2 separate regions of the Ovis aries genome follow, and region 2 is linked to region 1. The links are chromatin contacts, called in public Hi-C maps. All regions are on one chromosome and are shown on one strand. Each heading gives the region's core, a stretch centred on a gene start, on an enhancer-like site or on the middle of the called end of the contact. The rest is flanking DNA. Distances are from core to core; before and after follow the strand shown. Region 1 holds the start of C1H1orf226 (chromosome 1 C1orf226 homolog). Region 2 overlaps C1H1orf226 (chromosome 1 C1orf226 homolog).

Evidence for each region. Hi-C and Micro-C count contacts between places; a contact is called where the count stands out from the background.
Region 2: a contact with region 1 is called in a Hi-C map of liver, with 9 times the contacts expected there. The contact joins the enhancer-like site here to the promoter of C1H1orf226 in region 1. A contact is called at or near these places in 2 of 16 Hi-C or Micro-C datasets (hypothalamus and liver).

Annotation. Positions count from the first base shown.
Region 1 is chr1:113,541,308-113,543,880 of ARS-UI_Ramb_v3.0, reverse strand. C1H1orf226 (chromosome 1 C1orf226 homolog) reads right to left here and starts at 1,299. Exons shown (of 12, transcript XM_012185108.5): 1 at 726-1,299. The coding sequence starts at 830.
Region 2 is chr1:113,702,936-113,705,508 of ARS-UI_Ramb_v3.0, reverse strand. The region is part of intron 2 of C1H1orf226 (chromosome 1 C1orf226 homolog); the gene reads right to left. Among named protein-coding and RNA genes, the nearest start is that of C1H1orf226, 160 kb to the right of the region's middle. Within about 2 kb of position 1,293, at least 11 of the 54 cell types and tissues checked have an H3K27ac peak or open chromatin away from gene starts, as enhancers often do. A contact at or near this core is called in liver, where this site is marked.

The DNA of each region.
Region 1 (2,573 bases), core at 50-2,549:
CCCTCTCCCAAGGACGGACCTGGGGCTCCGAGCTGAAAATTCCTGTTGCCGCGCCCGCCTCCCCCCGCCCTCACCGATAAATTCTTCAGCCGCAGTCCCCTACTAGATGCTGAAACTTCACATTACGCCACAAAACTAGCAACCGGGCAGCTTTCACCACACCTCCCCCTTCAATGACTGGCACTTGCAAAGGAGTCGTGGCTAATAAGGCATTTAGGAAGTGACTCTGACACCTGGCTGGGGTTACCAGGAATCTAAAAACAAACCCACCCCTGTATTATTTTCTTCAATCAGGAAGCAGGTATTCCCCTTATAAAAGACCTTTCTGAAAGCACCTCTCCCACGGGATCCCAACAGGTAAATGACACCAAAGCTTCCCTAAAGCGATTCTAAAGAACCAAGTGCAGGCTACGCTCCCCGACTGGCTTCTTCTCAGAAGGAGGGATCAGGGAAGTAACTCAGTGAGTCCTGGGTGGGTAAGGAGGGGGCAGTTTGCAGGTGGGAGGAGGGGGATGAAGCAATACCGCTCAAACTTTGCAGTTACTCTGTAGCAGTTCTGGGCAGGAACCCGCGGAATTCTATACAGAGAAGGGGAGTCATCCTCCCTAACAGAAAGGCCCCCAAATCAGCCTAACCCACCACCAGCTCTGCGTCCGGGATGGCTGCGCATCCCATCCGCTCAGACATGCCCCCTCCGGGACAGTCCCTTCCCCGGGGCCCCTCACCTTGGCCTCGAAGCAGATGCCGTGCTGGAAGGCGTCCTCGTTGTGCAAGGGGATCCGCAGGTCGTGACCATCGTCCACAAGGTTGTACTTGGTTTTGCTGGGCATGGTGACCCGCGGTGGACCGGCTCCTCCGGAGGCGGTGGAGGCAGGAAGGAGCTGGCGAGACCGCTGGGAGGGGAGGCGGGAGCCGGGGGCGGCGGCGCGCGGAGGGGGCGCAAGCGGAGGGTCGCCGGGTTGGAGGCGCCCCGGCCGCGCGGCGGCCGTGGAAGCCGGGACTCGGAGAGACGCCGAGGGCCGGGCGGCACGGATGCGGGCGACGCGAGCGGCGCTGTGGCCGCGCAATTCCTGCCGGCGAGGAAGGCGGCGGGGGCGGCGGTGGGAGCGGGCAGCGCGGCGCCCAGGCCGGGGGAGGGGAGCGGTGGGCGCGCGGCCCGCGCTGGGACTGGGCGCGGCGCTGGCCCGGGAACAGAGGCGCGGACAGCCCGGGACGAGGAAGAAAAGGCGGCGGCGGCGGCGGAGCTGGGTGCCTGTCACGGAGACGCCGGATCAGCCGCCGGCGAGCGACTCCTCCTGCGGGGCGGGCCCGGGCCGGCTCCTCCCGCAGGGCGCCCAGGCTCCGCCCGCCGCCGGGCCCGCCCCCGCGCTGCCCGCGGAGCAGGTGAAAGTCCCCGGGAGCGTGGCGCCCGGCTCTGCCCGCGTCCCCGGGCTGGACCCCGGGAACTTCGCCCTGACCCTGGACAGCCGGTGTCCCAGGAACGCAGGCTCAGTCCTGTTTTTGTTTTTTACAGTCAGAGTCTGAGCCAGGCTCCTAATAGTTAGCAGCGGCGGCGCCTTGGGTTTTCTGTTTTTGTTTTTGGAGGGGGGAGGGGCTGGTGTTTATTGTTTTGTTTTTAATGTTTTACCAGGAAGGCCCAAGTCCTGGCCCGTGTGTATTCAGACCATTAATTCTGAGAGTTTCCTTTCTTTGGAGAATCAAGACTGCACCCAAATGGAGGACGATCGCAGGTGCTTTGTGTTCGTTCCTTTGAGCTGTTTTGTGACTTGTATTATTGGAGGGTTGTGGGGATGCCTTTGGGGGTGGTTTTAGTGTTAATGTTAAAACCATAAGCCTCATGGAAATGGAATAGGCCGATGAAGCGTACTAAGGACAAAAGAGCCCACAACGTTTCCATTTTCTTAAACAACCTAAAGCTGGTTGTAGACAAAATGGGCTTCCAAGTTAGTACTCTTCCTATCTTAGGAAGTGCTTCAGTTCAATTTGCTTATTGTTAAGAAGAGACCCATTCACTTTTCTCCTTTACACCAAGAGGTTTTTTTTGCCATGCAAAAATGTGCAAAGGAAGGGCGGGGCAAAGGGATAGTTAGTGACCAATTATGTATCAGACCCCATGGGTAGAGGAACATGGGTTAATACTACCCGCGAGTCAAAAGTAACCGGATAGTCTGGTGCCAAAGCTAGCCCAACCTGAGATCACTGAGAGCCAATGGTCAGCAACTCTGCTGAATTCAATTTAAACCTACTAATACCTTGTGGACACATCCACCCGGGACAACTTGACATACAGACACTATTGTTGTATAGTCAAGGCCCCAAAAGCATCACAATAAAATTACTTCCAAGAGGCATGTCTTCCTATAATATTTCTGTGATACATTTATATAAGAGAACACATTATTGTCATAAATCTATTTCTTATTTTGCCCCATAGTGCTGAAGTACAATTGCTCTTTGCTATATGTTGCCTGATCCCTACCTGCTGAAATTACTGGTCAAGATGTAGCCTCTTCTGGGATATCTCCTTATATGAAAGCAAGCTGATGACTAAAACAAATTAATCATATACCTTC
Region 2 (2,573 bases), core at 44-2,543, 160 kb before region 1:
CTTGAAGACATGGGGAAAAGGAAGTTATGGTCCCACATGGCAACCAGAGAAGGCAACTCATACACTTGGCGTGTCACTGACGTCCATTTTATATATTCCTTAATGGTTTCAGGTACACATGTCTGTGTCCACCAAGAGGCCTTAGGTCCTAAAGAGCAAGGACCACAATTTCTATGTACCCTTTTATAGTGCCTGGCACAGTGCAAAGTTTAGATCTTAAATAGATATTCATTAAATAGGCTTGAATAAAGAAGATGAGAAGAGACAAGTAAAGTAACTTCTAGCAGGCAAGGTTCTTTCATTTTAATTTACAGGAGAAAGGAGCTGGCTATTTATCAGGCTTCATTGCGACAGGCATTCCTCAGGACAAAGGCAGGCTTTCAGAACTACACAAGTGGCAGCTCCTTCTCCAGAGCTCTAGGCTTGGTATTTCCAAGGGAGAGCTAGGGGTCAATGGGAAAATGCACTGGCACAGGCACACGCCAGGGAAGTTGGCACAGCACCTGCTCAGGCTGGGACTGACTCCAGGCAGCCTGACCAAAGTCAAGAAAGCTCATAATTCACGCAGAGGAGAAATGAAAAACAATTCGGTCAGGTGGCACTGGATTGGGCAAGTGAATGTCAACTGAACTCAACAGTCAGGACCAGAAGTAGGGGACCAGTAGAGGTGTGGGCACATCCCTCTTTCAAAAACACAGCACCCAGGTGAAGGTGAAAGGTCTCTGCTTCTTGGATTGGGCAACTCCAGCTATAGCAACCTGTCAGCAAAAAGCCTGCAGAGGATGAATGGGAGAGTCTCCTCTCTTAATGCAAAAATTCCTAAGCAGGCAGCTCCCAGCTCCTACCACTGGATTAAAGGAGCAGAACAAAGCCAATTATTAGAGAAGGAAAGGCTCTGAGACAGGAAGTGCAGTTGGTTGTTATAGCTAGGGCTAAGGATGACAGTTGCCAGGGTATTCAAACATGTATGGAGAATAAAGCAAGAGGGAGCTATGATCATCAGTTTATGTCCTTTCGAAGGAAACATGTTAGGGTTTCCAGGACTACCTAACTGTACCTAGACTCTTCCAGGCAGGGGAGGTGGGCAGCCAGCCCTGCCCTGCTCCCCCTCAAAGTGCCCTATCATACCTGCTTTGCCTCGACACAACTCCTGTCGCACCCATGTTATTCAGGAGAGTCAGAAATGGTTACATTGAGCAAGAATCATAAGCTTAAGTGTCACTTGTGTGTAAATTAGTCATGGAACAGACTCTGAAGGGACAGTCTCTAGACTCATCCAGTAACTGGTATTGCCACACGCAGCTGAGCTCATCGACCCTGTCCCCTTCGTTGCCGCATTACTCCCGGGAGAGTTCAGAAGCTCCTCTTTCACAGAAATAGAAAAAAAAAAATTCTAAAATTTGTATGGAACTACAAAAGATCCAAATAGTCAAACAATCTTGAGAAAAAAGAACAAAGCTGGAGGCAAGACACTCTTGATTTCAAACTATATTACCAAACTACTGTAATCAGAAACAGTATGGTACTGGCATAAAAAGAGATACATAGAGCAATGAAGTGGAAGACAGAGTCCAGAAATAAGCCCATGGATACAGGCGACTAATTTTCAACAGAAGTCCCAATCATATATAAGGACAGTCTAAGGACAGGATAAGTGAAATTGTGAAAGTTGCTCAGTTGTGTCTGACTCTTTGTGACCCCATGGACTATACAGTCCTTGGAATTCTCCAGGCCAGAATACTGGAGTGGGTAGCTGTTCCCTTCTCCAAGGGGATCTTCCCAACCCAGGGATCAAACCTAGGTCTCCTGCACTGCAGGCAGATTCTTTTACCAGCTGAGCCACCAGGGAAGCCCAAGAATATTGGAGTGGGTAGGACAGTCTCTTCAAAAAATGGTGTTTGGAAAACCGGATGTCCACATGTAAAAGAACGAAATGGTACCCTTATCTTACCCCATACACAAAAATCAACTGAAAATGGGTTAAATACAAACATAAGACTTGAAATTATTAAACTCCTGTAAGAAAACAGGGAAAAATTTCTTGACATTGGCTTTGGCCAATGATTTTTGGATATGATACTAAAAGTTTAGCCAACAAAAGCAAAAATAAACAAGATGAACTATATCAAAGTGAAAAAGCTCATAACAGCAAAAGAAACCCACCCCCACCCCCCCAAACAAAATGAAAAGGCAATCTATGGATTGGAGAAAATATTTACAAACCATACATCTGATAAGGGGTTAATATCCAAAATATATAAGGAACTTCTACAATTAAATAGCAAACGAAATAACCCAACAAAAAATGGGCAAAGGGCCTAACTAACATCTCCAAAGATGACCTACAAATAGCCAACAGGCACATAAAAAGGTGTTCAACATCATTAATCACAGGAAAATAGAAATCAAAACCACAATGAGCTATCATCTCACACCTGTTCAGATGGCTATTATCAAAAGCAAACAAAAGAGAAGTGTCGGCAAGGATATGGAGAAAAAAGAATCCTTGTACACTGCTGGTGTGAATGGAAATTGGCGCAGCCACTATGTAGAACAATACGGAGTTTCCTCAA